Linked DNA regions of Mus musculus: all the other regions are linked to region 2. The links are chromatin contacts, called in public Hi-C, HiChIP or PLAC-seq and promoter capture Hi-C maps. All regions are on one chromosome and are shown on one strand. The core of a region is the stretch at or near the end of the contact, and the rest is flanking DNA. Distances in the headings are between cores, read along the strand shown.

What was found. Promoter capture Hi-C pulls out the DNA fragments that hold promoters and counts their contacts. A called contact is a pair of places that touch in the nucleus more often than the background predicts. HiChIP or PLAC-seq counts read pairs in DNA pulled down with a chosen protein or histone mark. Capture Hi-C pulls out chosen DNA fragments and counts their contacts.
Region 1: a Hi-C map of nephron progenitors shows a contact between it and region 2, with 3 times the contacts expected there. The contact joins the promoter of Elovl6 here to the promoter of Sec24b in region 2. A contact is called at or near these places in 3 of 39 promoter capture datasets (the 3T3-L1 cell line and hippocampal neurons), 9 of 484 Hi-C or Micro-C datasets (CD4 T cells, CD8 T cells, the N1E-115 cell line and 5 more), 8 of 115 datasets of contacts at active chromatin or transcription factors (the NIH/3T3 cell line, the SCID.adh cell line, T-cell acute lymphoblastic leukemia and 5 more) and 1 of 9 other capture datasets (adipose tissue).
Region 3: a promoter capture Hi-C map of embryonic stem cells shows a contact between it and region 2, with 5 times the contacts expected there. The contact joins the promoter of Rpl34 here to the promoter of Sec24b in region 2. A contact is called at or near these places in 11 of 39 promoter capture datasets (the 3T3-L1 cell line, the C10 cell line, the HPC-7 cell line and 8 more), 2 of 484 Hi-C or Micro-C datasets (B cells and bone marrow-derived macrophages), 8 of 115 datasets of contacts at active chromatin or transcription factors (bone marrow-derived macrophages, craniofacial prominence, effector CD8 T cells and 5 more) and 4 of 9 other capture datasets (adipose tissue, liver, macrophages and 1 more).
Region 4: a promoter capture Hi-C map of cranial neural crest shows a contact between it and region 2. The contact joins the enhancer-like site here to the promoter of Sec24b in region 2. A contact is called at or near these places in 10 of 39 promoter capture datasets (cranial neural crest, embryonic stem cells, epiblast stem cells and 6 more) and 8 of 115 datasets of contacts at active chromatin or transcription factors (acute myeloid leukemia, astrocytes, cardiomyocytes and 4 more).
Region 5: a contact with region 2 is called in an H3K4me3 HiChIP or PLAC-seq map of the 230-238 cell line, with 10 read pairs. The contact joins the promoter of Enpep here to the promoter of Sec24b in region 2. A contact is called at or near these places in 1 of 39 promoter capture datasets (cranial neural crest), 2 of 115 datasets of contacts at active chromatin or transcription factors (the 230-238 cell line and embryonic stem cells) and 2 of 9 other capture datasets (embryonic stem cells and liver).
Region 6: a contact with region 2 is called in an H3K27ac HiChIP or PLAC-seq map of embryonic stem cells, with 4 times the contacts expected there. The contact joins the promoter of Pitx2 here to the promoter of Sec24b in region 2. A contact is called at or near these places in 1 of 39 promoter capture datasets (pre-B cells), 1 of 484 Hi-C or Micro-C datasets (embryonic stem cells) and 1 of 115 datasets of contacts at active chromatin or transcription factors (embryonic stem cells).
Region 7: a promoter capture Hi-C map of adipose tissue shows a contact between it and region 2, with 5 times the contacts expected there. The contact joins the promoter of Ostc here to the promoter of Sec24b in region 2. A contact is called at or near these places in 21 of 39 promoter capture datasets (the 3T3-L1 cell line, 3T3-L1-derived adipocytes, the C10 cell line and 14 more), 2 of 15 datasets of contacts at CTCF or cohesin (the NIH/3T3 cell line and stem cell-derived epiblast-like cells), 5 of 484 Hi-C or Micro-C datasets (B cells, the G1E-ER4 cell line, bone marrow-derived macrophages and 1 more), 38 of 115 datasets of contacts at active chromatin or transcription factors (the 230-238 cell line, the NIH/3T3 cell line, the SCID.adh cell line and 27 more) and 4 of 9 other capture datasets (adipose tissue, embryonic stem cells, liver and 1 more).

What each region holds. Positions count from the first base shown.
Region 1 is chr3:129,530,284-129,533,721 of GRCm38.p6, reverse strand. It overlaps Elovl6 (ELOVL family member 6, elongation of long chain fatty acids (yeast)), which reads right to left and starts at 1,336. Exons shown (of 5, transcript NM_130450.2): 1 at 1,227-1,336; 2 at 954-1,074. The coding sequence starts at 1,042. Gm35986 (predicted gene, 35986) reads left to right here and starts at 1,334. Exons shown (of 3, transcript NR_153368.1): 1 at 1,334-1,465; 2 at 2,558-2,663.
Region 2 is chr3:130,059,105-130,062,215 of GRCm38.p6, reverse strand. Sec24b (Sec24 related gene family, member B (S. cerevisiae)) reads left to right here and starts at 1,309. Exons shown (of 24, transcript NM_207209.3): 1 at 1,309-1,647. The coding sequence starts at 1,548.
Region 3 is chr3:130,728,891-130,732,149 of GRCm38.p6, reverse strand. It overlaps Rpl34 (ribosomal protein L34), which reads left to right and starts at 1,752. Exons shown (of 5, transcript NM_001005859.3): 1 at 1,752-1,832; 2 at 2,848-2,921; 3 at 3,000-3,099. The coding sequence starts at 2,857.
Region 4 is chr3:130,586,692-130,590,229 of GRCm38.p6, reverse strand. Col25a1 (collagen, type XXV, alpha 1) reads right to left here. Exons shown (of 38, transcript NM_029838.4): 36 at 193-270. Among named protein-coding and RNA genes, the nearest start is that of Etnppl, 29 kb to the left of the region's middle. Within about 2 kb of position 1,794, at least 7 of the 459 cell types and tissues checked have an H3K27ac peak or open chromatin away from gene starts, as enhancers often do.
Region 5 is chr3:129,331,128-129,334,261 of GRCm38.p6, reverse strand. Enpep (glutamyl aminopeptidase) reads left to right here and starts at 1,513. Exons shown (of 20, transcript NM_007934.3): 1 at 1,513-2,400. The coding sequence starts at 1,781.
Region 6 is chr3:129,198,445-129,201,625 of GRCm38.p6, reverse strand. Pitx2 (paired-like homeodomain transcription factor 2) reads right to left here and starts at 1,748. Exons shown (of 5, transcript NM_011098.4): 1 at 1,464-1,748. It overlaps Gm40149 (a long non-coding RNA gene), which reads left to right and starts at 2,717. Exons shown (of 4, transcript XR_867634.2): 1 at 2,717-3,181.
Region 7 is chr3:130,707,765-130,711,031 of GRCm38.p6, reverse strand. Ostc (oligosaccharyltransferase complex subunit (non-catalytic)) reads left to right here and starts at 1,588. Exons shown (of 4, transcript NM_025509.3): 1 at 1,588-1,795. The coding sequence starts at 1,657.

The DNA of each region.
Region 1 (3,438 bases), core at 87-2,586, 530 kb after region 2:
GGGGTGGGGAGATCGAGGGGGCTCGCACTAAACCGGAGGGAAACATCTCCAACCACAGCACGGTCTACGGGAAGGAGGGAGCTCCCTTCTTAAAATACTGCAAGGTGACACCGGATCGCCTCCCACACGGGGATTTTTCAGAAGACTGACCGGAGGAACTCAGTAAACAAGATGTTTTCCCGGATTCGAAGTTCTGGGGAAAGACCTCCGAGACTGCCCTGGCAGGAGCCTTCCAGTACTTAAACTGCTGCTCCACGCGGAGAAGCGTGTCCAAAAGGCGTTTCCTTTACACAGAAACTTAATAATGGCGTGGCTCCACTTGCTCGGGTTCATTCATTTTTATTGCAGTTTTCATTGTCCCCTCCTCCCCGATGTCTTTATGAAACCGGAAAGTAATCTGAGTGGGGAAGGGGTCCTGGACCCTGGGCATCTACGGCTGGAGGCGGCAGTCAAGGGAGGGCAGTAAAGTGGAAGAACTACAAGGAGAAAGGAAGGACACGAGGGATGGGGAGAGGGAAAGGACCAGAGAGAGGCGGGCTGAAGAGGGTTAAAGGGAGCGGAGACCGGGTCCTCCCTCCACTGCCTTGCACGCTCCAGTTGCGGGAGGCCAAGCAGAACCCCCAAATCTAAGCGAAAGCAGGGAGACAACACAGGTGGGATAGCTGGATTGTAACATGCCTCTGTCTCCCGTATATTATTACAGGTACACATATTATATGTTCTATGTTATATAATCTACACAAAGATGCCCGCGTGGCCGCGGCTCACACAGAGCACCCCCCAAACCGCACGCTTCCATGCAGCTTCAGAGTCTCCTGCAGACATGAGACCCTGGAACTCCGCGATCTGCTGGCTACTGCCGGCAATCCATCCGTCGCTCCGCTCACGCTCAGACCAGGAATACCGACATTAATGCACTCCCGGGAATAGTATCTCGCGAAAGCATCACCTACCAGTTTTCCTGCATCCATTGGATGGCTTCGTTCTCGTTGAACTGCTTTTCGAATTCATATTCTTGTAAAGTCAACACTGACATGTTCATTGGGGCTGATCTTCGGAGTCGCTACGTGTTCTCTATACAAAATAAAAAAATCTGTAAAGAGCCTTTTATTTTGAGTGCTCTCCTGTCTGCTTCCCCCTCCCACCCCCCTAGGTATTGCCCCGCCGTCAGTCTCCTGGCCGATCTCTCTCCCAGCCTCTCAGCTACATCCAGGGTTGAGCATTGCCTGCGCCTCTGCTCCCAGCTCCTAGCTCAGGGGCTCTCCTCCCAGCGTCCGCATCCACCGTAGGAGGAAATGAATGCCTTGCGGTCTTAGTGCCCGCACGTTTGTCCATCACGCTTTTTACTCGTCTACAGGGAAATCTCCTCCCCCTCGTGCGATCGGGAAAATTAACCCTTTGCGCGAGAGGGCGCAGAAGAGCAAGACCTCCCATCGCCCTGGGGGATAGTTTTGTTTACAAGAAGGTGGTTGGTGGACTGGGGGAGGGGAGGGAAGGGCGCCAAGAGGGAGGAAGTGGCCTTGAGGTCATACTCAAGCCCATTCGCCACCTCTTGGGCCTCCCTGCCTGGCCTTTGAATGAAGTTTCAGAGTGAGAGGCGCAGCCCTGAGGCGCGTGGACCTGAAAGCTTGGCGAGTAAACAATTGGGAAATAGTAAAATCTGCCAGGTTCTCTGGCATGAGAACTCCAGGCAAATAAATGTGAGGATCACGTCTTGCGATCTAGTCTCCTCACTACCTCGATCCCGCAGCACCCTCTGAGACCACCTCCACCGGGCAGCTTGGGCGCGGATTTACCTTGACCTTAGGGCCAGGTAGCCTTCGGAACTAAGACCACGTGCAGACAGGATGCTGAGGATGAGGACCTGGGAAGTCAAGGTTGACTAGGAGGCAGAAGTTAGGTAGAGGGTTTGGCTACCAGGAGGGGATATTAATGAACAAAGGAAGGGAATTTGGCATACAGAATTAGGCCTACTGATCTAAATACCAAAACTTTATCTATCTGCTTTACTTTAGTTCTGCCTTATTCTTGTGAAATTAGGAAGAAAAGATTAATGTAGGAGAGGGATTTATGTAATGCTAATCCTCCCCCTGGGCTACCAGCTCACAGCAACCATTCCCAAATACTCCTTATTTTTCTGGAGGATGGTATTTTCTAGTCCTAAAAGGAAGAAGGAAGTAAGAGACAATAAGGTACCTAATAATATAATATTTAGATCCAACAAAAGATACTGATCAACACTTATTAGTTTGTTTGTTTGTTTTTTAAATGTTTGTGATTTTCAAGATTGGGTTTTTTTGTTTGTTTGGTTTGGGTTTTTTAGGTGCTTTTGGCTTTTCGAGACATGATTTTTCTGTGTAGCCCTTGTTGCCCTGGAACTGGCTCTGTAAACCAGGCTGGTCTCAGACTCAGAGATCTGCCTGCCTCTGCCTCACTCACAAGTTCTGGGACTAAGGTTCGGGCCACCACAGCCCAGCTAAGAACCTATTAGTTTAAAGATGTACATTAGGACCAGAGAGAAAATACCCTCTAAGATGTTCATTTCCTCACCTACCAGCCAACTAAAATGAGGCGAGGGCATTTCATGCAGTCAGATCATCTCAGGAAGACACTGGAGGCTGAGGCGGGAAGACTGGTGCTAGTAAAATTGCCAGAAATTTGAGGTGAGTCTGAATTTCACAGTGACATCCTTGCTTCCCCTGCCCCCCAAGTCTTAAAAGGGTGGGGTATGTCCTTAATTGGGGGGTGGGTATGTCCTTAATCCTAATACACTCTGGAGTCAGAAGCATGTGGATTTTTGTGAGTTTGAGATTAGCCTGGTCTAGTAACAAGATCCAGGTCAGCCAAGGAGATAGAATGACACCCTGGGTTTTTAATGTCATTTGTTTTTGTTTTTGTTTGGGTTTTTTATTTGTTTTTGTTTTTTGATTCTCTGTGTATCCCTGGCCATCCTGGAAATTGCACAGTAGAGCAATAGATCAATCAGTGTGGCCTCCAACTCATAGCTCTCCTTGCCCCTGCCTCCCTTGTGCTGGAATGAAAGAGGTATTGCCACCACATTGTGAAAATGGCTTGGCATGAGGACCTGAGTTCAGAGTCCCAGAACCTCTGAGGCTGAGACGGGGAACTCCTCCTGTGTATTTTCATTTTTGGAGACCAGGTATCTTTTATATCTTACGCTGGCTAGAAATGGCTCTGTGAGCCAGGTGGTGGTGCTGCGCGCCTTTAATCCCAGCACTCGGGAGGCAGAGGCAGGCGGATCTACATGAGTCTAAGGCTAGCCTGAAATAACAAACCTGAAATAGGAGCTTGGAGATGAGTAAGAGACCTTGTCTTTAAAATGAAGATGGAGACATCTCGAGAATGACACATTCCATTACAGCTCTGGCCTCCTCGTGCACCTGCTCACCTGCACAAGGAAGCAGCCCCCCCCCCCAA
Region 2 (3,111 bases), core at 60-2,559:
TTATCTAACTGCCAGAAACCCTCCTATAGTCCAGGCTGATGTTTGGATTGCCATTTGGAATTTGGGGTACGGAAGTTTCCTTTAGGCCCAACACAACCGACCAACGGAAGTAAATAATTTTGGAGCCATTACATTATGGAGATCTATGGAAGTGTAATATCTCAGTCTGTGTGAGGAATCTTCCCTGAAGAAATAACATATCCATACACCTGATTGAAATCAGCTAACATCAAGAACACATTGCAGAGGCAGAAAGCCAATCGCCTATTCTTCCCTTACTCACATGGTGTCACCCTTAATTTTAGTAAATTCAAAGGACTCCTGGCAAGGGCTTGAACTGTGACCTCCTTGATGAAGTGGGGGTGTGATCTCTAGCTCAGGGAGGCTGAGCTGCTGCGAACAAAGCCACAATACACATGAATACAGAGCATAATGTGGCTGGAAATCTCAGAACTCCAAAGTTTATTTTTAGTGCGGTTCGATAGGGCATCCGTCATTAACTCACGGCAACTATTTAAGGAAGGCTTTGTGTTCTAGAACTACGAACCTTTGAGGTTGGCATAACCTTCCAGTAAATAGGATTCCAGCGCTCCGGAAATGCCATCTTACTAGATCACATTCTGAATCCGAACGTTTTTGAGCAGTTGCACACCCACCACTGTGTGACCGTGACCTAGTTGGGACCAAGATGCCCAAATGACTTGGATAAAGTAGTCTTTACTTGCCAGTCAGCATGCTGAACGGACCAGGGAGATTGCTTCTAAGACTTCACTAAGGTAGTCAAAGCAAGCTGACCTGTCTTCTGGATGCCACAGCTCTCCTAAACACCAACGGGCGGGCGGAGCCAACCCTTGGTGGGTGGGGGGAATATAAAGTTCGTCTTCAAGCTCTCCTAGTATTAGGCATTCATCTTTCTCCTAGCGTTTAAAGCCACTGGTCAAAGTTCTGGCTTTACTGCCACTGTTATGGGGAATCTGTCATAGAGAAATGTTTTCTCTCTGCTTGGGAATTACACATTTTCAATCAACATTTAGCTTGATTGCGCTGTTAATTTGGAATTAAGTTGGAGTGGGGGGGGGTGGCGTTGTACAAGAATAAATAACAAATCCAAAGCCAGGCTTCCTCTTCCGAGGATGGGTACGTGGGTGGGCTGGGACTGGCGTGACCCAGGACTCGGGACCTCAGCCCGCAGCTTTGCACCGCTCTGCAGCACTGCAGGGCGCAGGCTCCATCCGGGTAGCGGCGGCCACCGTGGCCCGCGCCTTTCCCTTCGGCGGCGGCGCCGCAGCCGCAGTCTGGCCTGTGCGGGGAGGTGGTCGCAGCTCCGGCCTGCAGGGGGCGCTGGCGCGGGAGGGCTGGGCCGGGGTCCGCACGCGTGCGGTGGTGGCGCGGCCGAGCGTGGGTGCCCGGGCCGCGGTCGTCGGTGAGAGTGACTCGGCCTGTGACGCGGGCGCGTTCCTTCCTCTTCCTCTTCCTCCGCGGCCCCGCCTTCCTTCCCTCCGCCCATCTCCCGCCGCGGAGGAGCCGCCGCCGCCAGCCGCGCCGTCATGTCGGCCCCCGCCGGGTCCCCTCACCCGGCCGCCGGCGCCCGGATGCCGCCCAAGCTCGGCGGAGCTGTCTCCGGCCTGGCACCGCCGCAGCAGAACGGTGAGGCGGGAGGCCGGGGCGCGGCGTGGGGCCTAGGCAGGCGGAAGGGAGGGAGAGCGGGCGGGCGGGCGGGCGGCCTGCGCGGTGGCTGGGGGCGGGCAGGGCAGGGCCGGACCGGGGAGGCCGCGGTGGGGCCCCGAGGCCGCGGTGGAGCCTGGAGGCCGCGATGCGGCGAGGGGAGCGACCGAAGGGCCGGCAGGGCGGGGCCGCCGGCCGCCTGCCATCCAGGCCTGCCCTCCCGCGCGGACCGAGGCCGGAGTGGAGGGGTCGGCGGCCCGCACGACCGTCTGCTCCGACCTGGGCGCCGGCCGGTTGCCCCGGGCGACCCTTTGGGCCCCGAGAGCTCACAGGACGCCGGGGCCGCAGAGTGCTTGGTCTATGGAGGGCTGGGAGCAACCTTGGTACCTGGTGGATCGCATCCTTCCGGGCCCCAGGAACGTAGCTTTGATTTTTTTTTTTTTAAGGCCCAGCGAGCACGCCGCCTGGAAGGGAACTTAGTTTGCACTCAAGTTTGTAGGCAGAAGGATGTAAATGTGCTGCAGAAGTGTAACTGTAACCCCGACCCACTTCGGCCTCGGATCTGTTGTGGTTTGCCGCTGCGGTTGCTGCTCAAGCCTTTGGAGTTCGCTTGTAGTAGTGTAGTGTTCCCGGGGTAGCAGGTGTCAACTAAGCGAACACCTTTAGAGTCCCCCATCTCCAGCTTCACTTTCAAGTCTAGGAAAACGTGCCAGAGTTGCTTGGCCCTGTTTTGATGCAAGGCCTGCGTAGGGAAACACGACTGTGGCTTTCATACAGAGGTTATAGGCTCCGAGCATGCAGGAGTTATTGCTGAGAAATGATCTTACCCTAGCGTGCCTGGCCCCTGCTCTGGATATCTGGAATGTTCCTAAGTAGGGGAGGGGCCCTCCTTAGAGAGTTGAGTGTGTCTAATGAGACCCTCCCAAAGTAAAGCGAAGAAAATCCCTCTGCCCTGTGTCAAAAAACAAAACTACTCAATACTCATCAAATCATTGGCCTAGTTTACACAGCGTGCTAATCAAATTTACAGCCAAAGTTTGGAAAATCAGTAATGCTTTTCAAACACGAAACACCCCAAGAATCAGGTGGAATTTTTTATTCACAATTAAAAAAAAATGATGGTTTAGTCTTAAGATCCCTAGGTTGGTCTTACTTATCAATATTTCATGCTTCTTATAGTTGTTGTTTAGTATCAAGAGCTTTTGAAGGTGAACGGTGTCATTTGTATCACACTTGTCCAGGTGAAAACATGGTTTGTGAGCAGCTTTGTCTATTATGTGTGCCTGGGTATAAATGACTGTGCCCCTCCTTGCACATAGAGTTCAGAGGATAACTTCTGAGAGTTGGTTCTTTCTACCTTGTAGGTTTTGGAAATCCAACTTAGGTAGGCTTCTAGGAACTGCTAACTAGGCTTTGTTTTGTTTGTTAACATTGTAAATCAATGTT
Region 3 (3,259 bases), core at 503-3,002, 670 kb before region 2:
CTGACTGTACTGGGACATGCTCTGAAGACCAGGCTGGTTTCAAACTCACAGAGATCTGACAAAAGATGTGTGCCACCACTGCCCAATTATTTTTTATTCTTATTGCTACATAGAATTTCACTGAGCAGATGTATATAGATCAAGCTAGCCTCGAACTCACAGCAATCTCTGTGTAAGATAAAATCGTGGGCTATCCGTTTTTGCCCACACTATTTTTTTAAATTAATAACCGGGTTGATGTGGATTTAACTAAGGGAAGGGGAGAGGGAACATTCCTAACTGCATCTCTTATTTGAAATGAGCTGCAGATACAGCTTTTAATGTGATTTCTAAGTGTGGCTATGTTTATCTGCATCAAGATGGAGAGATTGGAAGGTTTTCAGTGTCGACTCTTTTTCCTTTTACACCATTATTCGTCAGAATCTGTAGCGCTCCATGGAGTGGAACACTTTATTAACCATGTGGTTGTTAGCGGGTAGCTGATTATATCAGGGCATTACATGTTATGCAATGAAAACATGAATGGACTGGGTGAAAACATTTAGGTCATTAATTTGATGACTTTTTTTTTCTTTTTTTTTTGCTTTTTTTTTTTTTTTTTTTTTTTTTTTTTTGCTTTTTCGAGACAGGGTTTCTCTGTGTAGCCCTGGATGTCCTGGAACTCACTCTGTAGACCAGGCTGGCTGGCCTTGAACTCAGAAATCTGCCTGCCTCTGCCTCCCAAGTGCTGGGATTAAAGGCGTGCGCCACCACTGCCCGGCTTAATTTGATGATCTTGCCTTGGCATGTCTTCATTTAAAAATGAATAAGGAAATGTATTCATTCATTTATTCAAAACTAGGTTTGTCTCTCTACACCAGCCTTTATCCAACGCCTAAAACAGAGACTGGAGAGATTCCACAGTGGGAAGAACAGAGACCGCAGGCGCATGCATACGGACAGCTATTTGAGAGAGACCCGAGGAAAGGATATAGTCAGAGCGGTTTACCTAGTTTCTTGACAAAGATGGCAGTGATAATGGGCTCTTCTTTCAAGTCCAAGGAAGGTGTTCATTACTTTTGACAACATGATGAAAAACAAGGACCCATAGTGTAAACGTTCACATAGACATTTGGAGGTCGCTGACTCCCTCTGGTCCTCCTCTTCATCTTGCAGACAAAACTTTACCATCCAGGCAAAGTCTCAAATAGTCGTTTGCACACAATCATAAATTAACCACCCTTTATAGCGTTCTTGCTCTCTGTAAGACTTGCAGGTTAAGTGCTTTAACTTTGGGAGATCTTTTGATCAGAGCGCCACAGGGGTATTTAATATCTTCCTTTTAGAGACTTGCGGACTTGCCCAAAGTGAGATAGCTAGTAATTAGCAAATGCTTGGTTAAAAGTCTGTAAAGTGTGTGCTCTGGCTGAAAAACAGAAGAGGCCGGGAAGCAGAAGGGCCCGGGCTACCTTATGTACAGGACGCCATAAAGATTTTAAACCAGGTCTAATTACCCTAGGATAAAGGCATCGTGGCCCTTGTTTTCTCTTATGGAAGTGGGGACGCCTCCTCTGTCACTCGCTTTTGCTCCCACCAGGGACCCTACACCTAACTTCTCACGTGACGTTCCTACCGGGGCTAGAAAACGCACCCGCCTACGGAAGCCGCACTACACATCCGCCGCTCAACGCGGCGCCATCCACACAGGTTCCCCGCGTCCGCTTCCGTACAACATGGCGGCGCGCTCGCTGACGCGCCGCCTTCCCTGACGTACTTCCTGTCCGGCGCCGTCACACTTGACCCCTGAACTCACCCGCCCCTTCCTTTTCCTCTTCCGGGGACGGTGCTCAGAGGTATGGTGGCCTTCTTCTGCTCTGTGTTTTTTTACCGTTTACGATCCGTAGCCATCCGAGGCGTCAGGCGGGCGGGACGCCCTTGGGGTCGGGACTGTCGCTGGGGTCGGTGGTGAGGGACGAGGAGAGGTGCGTACCGGCCGAGGCCTCGGCTCGTAGACTCGGGAAGCCCGAGATCAAACCCGGCTTCCGAAGCGGTGAGTGGCCGGAGCTGCGCGCACCCTGGCCGTCGGCTACGGCGAGCGAGAGACCGAGTCGTGGTCGTGAAGCGCAGAGCGAGCGGAGCGCGGCCTCCGGCTGCTCCCCTGGTGCTGTCTGCCATGGTGGCTAGTCAGCGAGCGGGACGCGGCGGCGGCGGCTGGCTTGGTTAGGAAGATACGAATCAAGCAGTGGCGGCTCAGGGTCCTTAGCACTGGTCCGGGTCGCGCTTGGCGTTTGGGCTCCTTTTACGTAAAGTGGGTGTTGGGAAGGTGTGGAAGACAGGTCACCTGTAGCGCTTATTAATCAACTCCAGCCATTCGTCCCAGGGCTTGAGATTTAAACGAAGTCGCCTGTGTGTGAAGCTCTCGGGTAGAATGTTTGTCTGGCACGTTGACGGTCTGGAGTCCAAAATGCAGCATCGCTGCTGCGGGCTGGAGAGTCCTTTAGTAGCTGGTCTGCTAAGGAACGAACGAAGTTGGATTTGAAACAGCACGAAACCCGGCCCTAGTAGTAAACAAGACTTCTCCAGGACGCTGTTTTGGGACAAGACCTAGATTGTCATGACGCCTTACCAGCTGCCGCCACTGGGGTAGTTCGGTGTCTTCATCCTACTGGTAGCTGTATAAATTAGGGGGGAATACTGTCTTAGAGCCCAGGAGCTCTTCATCTCTAGTTTAAATGTGGGATTCTTTAGAACCGGGCCTTTGTAAGAGCACGGTGTGAATGAGTGTGTATATGAATGTAAGATATTTTATGTGGTGACGCTTTGGCCTTTATTATGGTGAAAGGTGATTGTGTTCTCTCTAAATTGTAGGCACTCAGGATGGTCCAGCGTTTGACATACCGCCGTAGGCTTTCCTACAACACAGCCTCTAACAAAACTAGGCTGTAAGTATCTGCAAGTTTGAAATAACTTTCAAATCGCTTTCTCTAGTATGCTGAGCTACTTACAATCTCCCTTCCTAGGTCTCGAACCCCTGGCAACAGGATTGTTTACCTCTACACCAAGAAGGTTGGGAAAGCACCTAAATCTGCATGTGGCGTGTGCCCAGGCAGACTTCGAGGGGTGAGTGTCCTTTTGATAGAGTTTTAATCCCTCAGTAGGCGGACTTGATATCTCTAGTCCGAAGTAGCCAATGTGAGAAATGACCAAAATGGCTTCCCAGTAAAAGCAGACTTCCCTTTGTAACCCAGTTCCCAGTTACTAGGAAATAAATGTCTTTCTC
Region 4 (3,538 bases), core at 545-3,044, 530 kb before region 2:
ACTCATTGATAATACATGCTTGCTCTCTCCCGGAAGCAGAGCCCAGGGAGGAGCCTGCTCATGCACACACATGTAGTATGTTTATCATGTAAAGCTGGCTCCAGAAAGAAGCACTTTACACTGATACAGACGAGTACAAAGTAGACAGAGGAATGGCATGCAGGATGATGGTAGGAAAGAGAAATACTGTACCAATTGGCAAGGAGCATCCAGCCCATCCAGGCCAGGCTGGCCTGGCTCCCCCTTTTCCCCCTTAACGCCACGGAATCCCTGTTTGTAAAAATTAACTCATAACGTTACTAATCCAAGAATTCATTGAAAGCAAAAATCTGCTAAAGAGACAACTAGAAGACAAAGCCAGGAGAGGAACAGCCTAGAAGGGGTAGTAACACGCAGAGAAGTTTCACATTATCATGACAAAGCCTTTGACAGGAAACCATTGGCCTCCTGTTTGGAGGGATATGGGATGCTGTTGGCTCTTCTTCACACCCTACAGTCAGGTTCCTGACAGCCAGCACTGCTTGTAAATTTAGAAACGAGTAGTGTTGAGTGGCTGGCAACAAGATGTCAAGGACACCAGTGTAGCCTCGTACTTCTGAACACCGTCGGAAAGTCTGTGTTAAGTGGCCCTCCCAGGACCTGCTGTTACTGACCCCTCTGGCCTGCTCCTCTCCCATCTTATCCTCATCCCATCACAAGACATCTGGAGACGGTTGCATCAGTTAGACATACCAACGGGCAGGGTGCATCTAATCCAGGAGCGCCCTGTTCTCCTTTCTCCCCTTTAGGCCCCCTTTTGCCTTTCTTTCCCTTTTCCCCCTGTGGATACAAGGGTTTAAATAAAAGACAGGTTTTATTTTGAGGGGGTGTAGAATAAAAATTATCCAAAGTATGGCTTAGCTAGAAATAGTCTGGAGGCATTTACCATTGTTTACTGATGTACATATGACACGATGCTATAAAAAAAATAACTTAAGCTGCCATGCTGACAATGGATTCTGGAAACAGGATAGATTGGTTGGTTGGCTGATTGATTGATTATTTATTTATGACATTCAACAAAAAGAAAGGAGGATACCAAAAGGGCTGATGCATCAGAAAGGCAGACCAGTGCTGACTGTCAAAATATCTGAGTCAACAGTGAATTAGGGATTTGTTCTGTGGACCAGGCAAAGATGGCGGACAAGTTACACTGAAGCCAGTTGGTATCAGGTGGAGCTGGGCTTAGGGTAATGGATGCTCTACCCAATTGTGAGTAATTTTAACTTGCCTTTACCCTCCGTATTCTTTAACACATAATGGCTGTACAGACTCAGAGGGAGAGGCTACAGCTTTGCTCTCTCCCAAGGCTGTCCAGTCGTACTCTATTCTGCAGCTCCCAGTAAAAACATTCCAGTATTAAAACGTGCCTCTATTGTGTTTAACTTTTCCTCTCTGGCAAAAATAAAAGTGAACACTTGACTGATTGAGTTAAACACAGATTTCAGGTGCTAGTACACGGCAGCAATGCCAACTGGAGAAACAGTTGGATAAACCTAGGCGGTCTTCTTCAATCTTTGTTGTTCACAATGGTAAATGAGTTTCCAGCCCACAACGCTGCAGATAGGAAAAGCAGTCTGGGCTCATTAAAATGAGGTAGGCAGGATAATTACGTAGTGGGAATGTAGCCATGGAAATTAGTATTTGGGAATCAAGGTCAAGGTTTGTAGGATGTCGGCATGGGTCCTAGGGATGGAGGAATTTAGGAAAGGAGGCGAAAGGAGAGGAGGGAAGGAATGCACCCCAGCTGGTTCACATTAACGGAGACATCTGCAAACGTATAGACAGGCAGTTGGTGCTGTGCAGAATGCAGAAGACAGTACATAGATACATACGTAGATGAGAGCATTCATCCTGCAATCTGGATGGCAGTTGCAATAAAACCGAACAGTCTGAAGCAAGCAACATGAATATTCAAAGGAAAATAGACAGAACAATGCGCACACCGCATTGAAGTATGAGACACTCATTCAAATTAATACATTCACTCTGACAGCATGGGCCGAAAGCTCCGCCTTGGTCATCTCCTGTGTGCCAAGAACATGGGGGCAGAAGGCTTGGAATCAAAACCACTTGGGCTTCTTGGATACAGGGGATAGAAATTTGGTGTGGTTCACTAGAGCATGGGTGAAGGCAAAGCTGTGACAGGGAGAGGGAAGGAGGAGCAGGTGAGACAGGAAATGGACGATGCCTTTGGAAGCAAGTGCTCACTCATGAAGAATCAGCACCCACTTCAGCGAGCAGCTTCAGTGTCATGACATGAACTGATAGAAACTTTTTACCTGTGCTTTGCCCTTCCTGAAGGCAGCGGAGCCATCTTTGAGTAGGACTAACCAAGACCAGGTGTGTTGGTTAAGTGGCATTCATTGCTTGATTGGCAAATGGACTTCAGACTAACTACTGGAATTACTGTGATAGGCAATGATTTGGGGTTGATATTTCAGCGAACAGCAAGCTTTATGGAAAAGAGCCATTATGAAGAATGATATGTTAATGCTATCACAGAGAAGAACATGTCAACATTATCAATCAACAGCATGTTGTAAAATGAAGTGATAATCTATATTCTTCAAAGTTATGTGTCATCGTGTGTATGAGCAGTTGAAATGTGATAATTATTGTCAGTTTTCATTTCTTATACTGATGAAAGAGATATATACAAAGTGTTTAACCTTTAGAATCTAATTTTCCTAAATATAAAACTTGGAATAATTGTGGAAATATTTTTGTGTGAGTGACTAGCATTTTTCTGAGGGAGGATATGTGAGTAGCTTATGGTTTTATAAGCTACAGTAATGAAAATTTCTCCTCTCCCCTAGACTCTTCATTCTTTTTTCTTTGCTATGCTGGGAGAATGAACTCAGGGCTTTGCACATGCTCAGTAAGAACTCTACACTGAGCCAATACTGGTATAATTTCCAACTTCTTTAAAGATAATAAAACTGAGTACTGCATGATAAATTTTTTTCCTTGTGTAACATTTTAGACCCATACAACCCACTAGGTAAATATATAACAATTAAGCAGATCTTTTAAAAACAATTTGCTGTGTTCAATGGTCTCACATAGAACCTGTCTCAAACTGCATTACAATTTGTAGTCAGGATTTATAATGTGGAAAAGAACTTCTTATAGCATACTTTTCCTCGTTTTTGAAATAGGGAAATAACAGCACCCACCTTGGGGTGGCAGTGTGACGATTTTAAGGTTTATCGTGGGAGAGGAATGCACAGGTGCTCACGGTATGTGATGATGTGGAAGGCGGAGCTTGAGATGACCATGGTATGGGCTCTTACCAACGGGAGGCTGAGAAACTCCTAATTCCTAAAACACATGCAGGGGCTTCGTTGCTTTTCTTTGACACATCTCTTTTGGTCTTGCATCATAACAGGAATGAGTTTCACTGTTCAAGAGAATCTACTAGACTTTTAAAATCATTGTGTTGTTAAGTATATCAGGGCACACATGAATCTAAGGAGGACTGGTTTACCCTGGAATC
Region 5 (3,134 bases), core at 264-2,763, 730 kb after region 2:
CTCACAGTGTCAGGATTTGAAGACTTTGGAAAGAAAGAAAAAGAGGTCAATAGAGAAGATTCTAATTGTGTGTGTGTGAGTGTGTGGTATGTATGTGTATGTGTGTGCATTTACATGTGTGTGGAGGCAGAGGATGGACAAACTTGGCTGCCATTCCTCAGACAGACAACCATCTTGGCTTTGCTCTTAACTCGCCAAGTGGGCTAGGCTGAGGAGTTGGTGAGCTTCAATGATCCCGTTGCCTACACCTCTCCAACACTGGCATTCCGAGTTTTATACCATTATACTTGGGCTTGTTTGTTTGTTCGTTTGTTTGTTTTTTTTTTTTTAATGTGGGTACTAGTAACCAAACTCAGGCCTTCGTGCCTGCTGCAAGGCACAAACTTACTAAGCCATCTCCCCAGACAGAGATTTTAATGTTATCTTACCTAGACCATGGGAATTGCTCTTTGGAAAATGCTAAGCCTTTAATAATCATTTAATCTTGAATATTCCTTCTCTTTATATAAGAAAATCTGTGCAGTGCAGTAACTACATGGCCCTTCAACTCAGACACCAATTCTGCTACTGCCAGCTGCGTGTCCTTCACCATCTCTATAACAGGCAGCCAAATAGAATCAATTGCATGGGATTGTGGGAAAAAATTTGTATGCTAGTTTCTATAAAGTACCTTATAGAAAATACTATATATAATTCTCAAAACCTCCATAGCTACATTACGTTTGCATTGCCATTGTCAGCAATGGCTAGTGTTTGCAACTTGGCTACTCATAAGAAGTTGTAATCCTCTATGCATACCTTCACTCCCTACCAATGACATCATTGCTAATGGCTCTCTGGTAGGGCCAGCCATTACAGCTGCTATCTGCTCCAAAGCTGACATACTATTCCTAAGTTTGCAGAGCATACTCTCGTTTTGGGACAAACTCTCAGACTTTCCAAAGTTCCCCCTCCCCCCCTCACTCTCCTTCCCCTTTTTCGGCTTTCCTGACCTGGCCAGTTGCTTCGCATTTCCCCTTCTGCCTTCCATCTACCTGCCTTGGACTACCTGGTCCTGTAACTCTGTCACTGACTGACTAAATGATCCTTAAACTTAGAAACTCCTCCAAGTATCGAACTCTAAGATATGATTTCCGCAGAGGGCAGAAATGGAATGTTTACATAATTTGAAGGAAAAGAGGAGGAGAAAAAAAAAAAAAAAACAACAAAAAAATCACGCTTAGCTTCTTTGGCAAGCAACCTAATAAAATAGTGAAATTTAAGAAGCCCTTTGGCTGAGAGAGCCCGGCTGCTCACACAGCAAGAAGAAGCCCTAGATCTGATGGCAAAGGTTGCGTTTTCTATCGTAAGCACACCTCTTTGCCAAGTGATTTCTCTGAAGCTGACAGAGGTTTGGCAACATCTCCACCTCTCCCAACCCCCACCCCTTTGCTGTATTGGCCGATAAGCTCAAGCCCTGTTTTATATTTAACTCGCTCCAGTTCAGAAGGGGCAGGCCTGGGGAGACGCTGTTTATATAGCGCTGAGCCAACATTCTCATCAGTCCTCCTCCTTCAAGTCAGCTTCTCTTCTGCGTCTCCATCCTACTCCTTGGTCTCCGCATTCATCCTGGAGTGGCCGGTGGGGACGAGCAGGACCGGGAAGAGGGAGAGGTGTGGGAAAGCGAAGCCAAGCTGCCAGGGATCGGACGCCTTCCAATTGAAAAGGGAAGTCAGCTGACAAGGAAAGTTAGTTAAATTTAACATCCTTTCATGTGTAACATCTGACTTCGGGGGAGAAAATGAACTTTGCAGAGGAAGAGCCCTCCAAGAAATACTGCATTAAAGGCAAACACGTGGCCATCATCTGTGGAGTAGTGGTGGCAGTTGGATTAATAGTGGGACTTTCTGTGGGTTTGACCAGGTCGTGTGAGCAGGACACAACCCCAGCTCCTTCCCAACCTCCTCCGGAAGCCAGCACTGCCCTCCCTCCTCAGGACCAGAATGTCTGCCCTGACAGTGAAGATGAAAGCGGAGAATGGAAAAACTTCAGGCTGCCTGACTTCATCAATCCAGTTCACTACGACCTGGAGGTGAAGGCCCTGATGGAGGAAGACAGGTACACGGGAATAGTGACCATCTCTGTCAACTTGAGCAAACCCACTCGTGACCTATGGCTCCACATCAGGGAGACCAAGATCACCAAGCTGCCGGAGCTAAGGAGGCCCTCTGGGGAGCAGGTACCAATTCGACGGTGCTTCGAGTATAAGAAGCAGGAGTACGTGGTGATCCAGGCTGCAGAAGACCTTGCGGCCACCAGTGGGGACAGTGTCTATCGGCTGACCATGGAGTTTAAAGGCTGGCTGAACGGTTCCCTTGTGGGTTTTTACAAAACCACCTACATGGAGGACGGGCAAATCAGGTATGTGCTGTGTGGTGCTGTGTGTGTTACTGTGTGTAGTGCAGAGCTGTGTTATGCTGTGTGTGGTGGGACGAGGTGTGATACAGTGTGGTGCTGTGCTGTGTTGTGTTGTGTTGTGTTGTGTTGTGTTGTGTTGTTTTGTTCTGTGTGCGGTGCGGTGCGGTGCTGAGCTGTATGTGCTACTATGTGCAGTGTGGTGCTGTGTTATGCTGTGTGTGGTGGGACGAGGTGTGATGCAGTGTGGTGCTGTGCTGTGTTGTTCTGTGTGCGGTGCAATACAGTGCTGTGTGGTGCTTCCTCTGAACCCAGTTTCTGCAGTGTTTATTTTTGCCTTTTCTCTTTGCTTCCCATCTCTTGTGTTTTGTGGGTCTGATCCCTATCTGCCCTTGCTTTCAATTCTGCTTGTTCATCTGAGAAGTAAGATGTTTTGCCTTCTTGTAATTTGAAAATGTATCACCAACTCGAAGTTGTAAATACAATGCCAGTTGTAGAGAATTCAGTAATAGTGAATAATTGTAAATACAATGCCAGTTGTAGAGAATTTATTAATGACACCGGGATAAATCGCAACTGCATCTGACTCTACACATCCACACAAAGTGCCTCAGAGGTTTATGAATATAAGTATTTGATAAATTTCACTACTGGTGTTTTGGGGCTATATCACAGTGATTTCACAAGGGATGACAATTTCATTTGCAATGACAATTACATTAAGTGTCAATTGTTATTTC
Region 6 (3,181 bases), core at 499-2,998, 860 kb after region 2:
TCAGTCCAAGAAAACACAAAAAACAAAAAACAAAAAAACAAAAATTCTTTCCCATTTCACCCTTTTCATTTCCTTTCTTATCCCACAGCAGAACCATTCATGGAAAGCTGAAAAATAAAAAGCATGAGGCCATATGTTTTAAATGAACTAAATTGGTGTGATTAGCCAGCAAATTAATTTGCAGTGGGTAATCATTTAAGGAAATTAAGATACCACTTTAGCACAGCCCCGTGCTTCACCATGAGCAAGCTTTCTTTAAAGCTCTGTGGAATGTGTGCTTCTGGAGCTTTGGAGCTACAGTGCTCAGCTTACAGGACAAAGCAGGGCAGTAACTTAGGCGTAGTTTTGCTGAGGCAAAGCAAAACATTCCATAAGTGAAGTAGCTACTTTGTTTTGAAACTAAACTTTGATTATTGGAATACTGTGCTCATTTTCAACGCCCCCCAAACAACAACAACAACAACAACAACAACAACAACAACAAGTCCTCAATTCACTTCAGTAACAATCTTTGTTTCTGTGAAATTATTGGTTTTAGGTGGAGTCTCCTCTAAATGATACTGCATGAGAATAAAATATCTTTAATTGTAACTAATGGTCTGAAAAGGATGCAGAGATCTCTTAAAAATCAAATTACTTGTTCGTTAAATCGTTTAGAATGTATGAATGCATATTATTGTAATTCATAATAGTAAAAGACTCTCTCCCCATTTTAATTTACCTCAAAAAAATACGGTAGTCCTACAAAATAGAATAAAAACAAAAATATCCCAGCCTCCTAGGATAGTTTGATTTCTAAATTGTTTAGGGAAGGTGATTTAATTGGAATAAAAGGACTGTATTTCGCTGGTTTGGAATCGCATGTTTTTACTTAGTTACCAGTTGCAAAATAGTGGCCTCTCCGCATCCGTTTAAAATGCATCTCCCTCAGTACAAGATTGGAGTTGACTGATGATCAATTTAAAGGATTTATAATCCGAAGTAATTGTGCGGGTTGGCATCTAGGCCTGGCTCTCAGGTAATTCGCTTGGGCCTGAGAGGTCACTAACCGCCGGTTAAGATGGAATCTCCTTTTTTTTCCAATGGGTAATGATGGGAAGGGGCTAATCTATTCCAGTAGCTGAAACTTTGTAGCTGGCCCTTTATCTTGACTGGGCTAATCCTCAGCTGGAGGATTTCTCCCTACCCTGTTGGCATCGAAATTTCAGGGAAGATGCCTCGTTTTAACTGCCAGCCATGCCTGGCTTCCAGTCGACTTCAACGCCGGGTAGGACTGTTCTAGTGTCTGCGATTGAGGGCGAACGGAACAGGGGCTCTGTAAGATCTGTTTGCCAACTGCGCTGAATCTGGAGAAACAAGCCCGGCGAGCCACAAATCATACACGGCGGAGGTTCTCCAGAGTGGAACAAATTTCCAGACTCGCATTATCTCACAGCTCTGTGGGAGAGAGGGCCTCCACTTACCGGCTACCGGAGAGAGAACGGCTGTCTCCCCGTCCCACCGCTTCCCAGGGTGACTGCCAGGCGGCCGAGGCTCGGGCTGCACAGCCAGCGCCGTGGAGCGGGTCTGGGTGGAACTGCGGGGATCTTGAGGGTGCCAAGTTCCGAGAGGGTCCACGCGGGGGGCTGCTAAAGCTAGCGGGCGCCGGCAGTTTCTGTCTGCTGCTCTCCGGCTTTCTCTCTCGGTCTCGCACTCTCTCTCCCCTCCCTCGCTCTCATCCCTCTCTCTTCCCTCCGCTCCGACTCCGTGTGCGGAGTGTCGTGACGTCAGCAGAGATTCCACCAAACTCCAGTGCACAGTGGCGCGCGGGCGGGCGGCCGAGCCTGCTGTACGCTGGGCGATCAAGGGGCGAGCACAGCCTTGGGCCACTGCGGGGGTGGGGGAGCGTGCAGGGGCGATCGAGGGGACAGGGGACCACTAGGGCTGAGAAGTGAGGCCCAGGGGCCCAGGAGACTGCGGTCCCGGACAGAACCCAGGAGGGAGGAGCGGAGGATCAGGGGCCGGAGGCAACTACCGACCGACAGGAGCTGACCAGTGGCAGGAGCTAGCACTCAAGCTGGGGAGCAGGATGGTGGGGATGGTAGGAAAGGGACAAGGATGGAATGGACGGAGAAAAAACGGTTGTGCGTCAAACCCCTTCTAAATCTGAGTGGGAGGGCCAGAGCCTGGGGAGACAGAAACCTATTCGCGCGGAGCAAAGTCTGGGTGGCTTACGAGGAAGGGACTAGCAAAGTGGCCCATGAAATGAAACAAAGGGCAGTGTGGCTTGGTTTGATCCGGGTGAGGCTTTCGAAGTGTGGATGTGAGTGTGCGCGCGCGTGACCTCCTTTCAGGCCCGCGGAGTAGAGGAAAGCTGGTTACTGTACTGATTGTCTACAGGGGCAGTGGGAGGGAATTGAGGGATCCACAGAGGGCAGCACTGAAGGTGGGTGGATGGATGGGGTGGCAAAGAGAAGATGATGACTGGGAGAAGTTAGAAAAATAGGGTGAGCTAGCGGCAGAAGGTGGGAGAGCCACAGCCGATAGGTGTGTGTGGGGGGGATGAAAGAAGGGAGGGAAGGAGAGAGAAAGAAAGAAAGAAAAAGGGGTAAGGAAGGGAGAGAGGGAGGGAGAGAGGGAGGGAGGGAGAGAGGGAGGGGGAGGAGGAGGAGGAGGAGGAGGAGGAGGAGGAGGAGGAGGAGGAGGAGGAGGAGGAGGAGGAGGAGGAGGGAGATATTACCAGACGATGACCGGAGGGAGGCCTGAACTACAGTAAGGCAAGGGCTAGGTCACGGTGGTGTCTGAGGTCAAGACGGGTGGATCAGAGTGGAAGAGCGCAGGTAGACAGGGCCACACACCGGCCAGTGTGTCGGCATGGGATCTCTTGCTCAAGTCTGGGACTCTCAGAGTCTAGAATTTCCTCTGCTGTACCTACACTCAACAAGTTCACCCCGGGTCGCGGATATCTCATTTTTTAAAATGACGAGGTTAAGGTTCCTGACTGAGAGTGGTATTAAATTGCACCGGGATGGGGGTGGGGAAGGAGAAGGAAGTTCCCCCCCATATGAGCGAATGTTCTTGAAAGTCCAGAGTATGTAAGGCTGAAAGGGGCCTTTCCTAGTCTACAAGTGGGTCCTACTTCTAATTTCATATTTTCTGATTTCCTAATGCGTCTGTACTTTGGAAACGAACAGGATATTTT
Region 7 (3,267 bases), core at 339-2,838, 650 kb before region 2:
GATGCTTCACCAGATATTTATTTAATCTACCCATTTTCAATTTAGTATTTTAAAGTTTTAGAAATAATGACCGTAGTTTAAAAAAAATACTGTCTCTTAAAACTAATGATGTTTCTTCTAATTAAAAACGTTTCAGAGTTTTAACTCAGCCTAGCATATTTGTAGCACTAATTTTGATCCTGGCACCTTTTTAAAAAAGAGAGAGAGAGAAAAAAAAGAAAACCAAAATAATTATGCAGTGAGAAGGATCTGGGCAATGTTACTCCAGCTTTTTATTTATTTATTTTTTTAATGGTTTTTTGAGACAGGGTTTCTCTGTATAGCCTCAGCTGTCCTGGAACTCACTCTGTAGACCAGGCTGTCCTCAAACTCAGAAATCTGTCTGCCTCTGCCTCCCAAGTGCTGGGATTAAAGGTGTGTGCCACCACTGCCCGGCGGTACTCCAGCTTTGTGAGTTAATGAAATACAAGCATGGTATGACACAGCTTGACATGATATCCATATTGTATGTTTTTGAAAAAAAATATATTCATCGCCAGTTCACACTTCATATTTCTGTTGCTTATAGTAAAACTAACAGTAGATGATTTTAGTTCCTTAACTCCTGCTGTGGCTCAAATTTTAAAATCTGAATGGTCCAAGCCACTAACATTTCTACCCCCATTGGCTTGTTATGTTGCTTAAGCTTTTTATCATAGGATACGGGAACGATAAGAGGCACTGCAGCGGAGCTTCTGTATTCCAAAAACATTTCCCCCCTCCTTGCTGTTTTATAATAGCCCGTTATTTCCTTGATTGATCAGGATTACTGTCTCTAGCTAGTAAAGTCCTTTCTTATTTACATTTGATACCTTGGCAGGAAGACACCTGAAGTAGCCAGGTGGCAGGATTTTCCGTTCCAATTTTAGTATTTATGGTGCTGAAGCCGGCGCCCTACTAAGCAGGTAATTAAGGTGAGAAACCAGAATGACTTCAAGATTTTTGGCCTGGGTGATTTTTACTAACTCAGGCGTGACTGAAAATGGTTTAAAGTAATATTTGTTCTGTCACAGTTTGTGGTTGACATGGACTGTGTGGGTTTTATTCATTTATTATTATTATTTTTTATAAAGCCCATACTACTTTGGCAATTACTGCCAATTAGCGTCGCTATACAGCATGAAGAAAAAGCTCAGCGAATTAGAGCTTTTTAAAGCCCCGAGGGGAGACCTCCAATACTAAAAGGGAGCACACATCTAAACTTTCATTCATCCTCCAGCTCTATGAACTTAAGAGTTTCCAGCAGCCAATCAGCTCTCAAGTAGGTGGCGTCAGCAAGTGGGCGGGGCAGTGGGGATGCTAATCTCTCCGCTTCTGTGGCTTGGCCACGTAGGACGCCTTGCAGGTCCTGGAAGGTATATAATAAACAATGATCTCTCAGTAAGAAAAAAGCTTCTAACCCACACTCAAGCCTAAAAACGACCATTATTATTTATTTTTAAATATGTATATTATTTATCAGGTTAGTGCAATTTCTTTCTTTCTACAGTGAATATCTTGTCTCCTTCTGACTTCTACAGACCTGTGGTCCTCGGCTTACGCATGCGCAGTAGGCGGGCGTGTTTCCGGGCGGTGCGGGAGGCTGGAGGCCAGAGGGCTGGCCCTACCGCCGGGGACATGGAGACTCTGTACCGAGTCCCATTCTTAGTGCTCGAATGCCCCAACCTGAAGCTGAAGAAACCGCCCTGGGTGCACATGCCGTCGGCTATGACGGTGTACGCCCTGGTAGTGGTATCTTACTTCCTCATTACCGGAGGTAACTCGGCCGTGATGGGTCGGGTGGGCGCGCAGGCTGCTCGCTCCGGAGGCGCGTGGCCCCCGAGCCGGGCCCCGTAGGCTCACGCCTTTCACTGGAAAGAGATGGTCTCCTCTCTGCCCGCTTTTTCCTTCGAGCGCTGAGTTGGATATAATTGTCAAGTCCAGCTAGTTGTTATTTCTTGCTGTGCATTGTTTGACCAGGGTCTTGGGAACATCATTTTTGAATCACTGTGTTTCCTTGGTTGGTCGAGAGAGTGTGGGACTTTTATTAAACTAATCGTGAGGACCCTGAAATCGTGGAAGAGATCTGATAACCTTTGAGTTTGTTAGTTCAGACCCCAGGGGCTTGGATTGCTTTATGTCAAATCACAGGAATGAGAAGGGAACTTACCGAAGCCACGGTTTTTTTGAGAAATACGTGAGATTGGAATTGAGGCTTGCAAAAAGATGGTGTATCTCAGAGGGCAGAAAATGGGACTCAGAAAATAGAAGGGAAGCAGTGCTTTTTAGATATCTGTCACCAAATCCCTTAAGTGGAAAATGCAGAGGGGTGTGGCTTTGCCTATTGGTGAGTTGGCAGTCCGTCTGCAGGCTCTAGAGCACCCTTTGGAGCGACAGTTCCAGGATGTATCCAGGACTGGGCTTCAGGAATTTAGGAAGTAGTGTACTACTTAATTCAGAAAATTAAAAAGATTTTTGGTTAGCAAAAGTGGTTCAACTTTTTTTAGGGTGTGTGTAGACATATTGCTATTGCTTAACTGCTTTCTGAGGCTACTTGGCATATTTGAAGAGGTAGAAGACAGTATTTAACTGTAGAGTTGGCATTCTACGGAGTGCACATTAACGGAAATGCTAAAGGCCACTTTAAACATTGTTGTTGTTGTTTAAGAAAAAAAAAAAAAAAGACATTACCTGGTGTGTGTGGCGTTAACATTCACTTTTGCTCAGCACAGTGAATCGTGAATATGACACCTAATGCCTTGGGCTTTAAGAACTTAGTGTTCATTCTTGCCAGCTTGTTTCTTGACTTTTGCTTCCTTTGGAGACAGTTTTTGTGAGAAGCCTCAGCTTTCTATTGGGCCACAGTTTTGGTGGTTTTAGAATGGGGTTTGGGGGGAATTTCGCTGCCCCAACCACTGGGTCAAAATGGAAGGGCGCATTTTGTACATTTACCGTTTGGCTTCTGGAATGGCTTCTTCTCAGCATGGCGAGAAGCATGGCAGTCGTGTGCAGGCAGACGTGGTGCTGGGAGAGCTGAAAATTCTAATGGACAGCTTTCTAAAAACTGAGTGTACCTGTACCTAAGCAATGTTGCTGGGAAGGACAGGCGACACTGACTTTCTGTTAACTCAGTGCTGGGATAACAGCAAAGAAAATATAATGACTCTGCCCTCCATAGAAGGTAGTGGAGACATGCTAACTACCGCACAATTGCTTTCTGCTACACAGTAGAGTTTAGAAGCATTGATT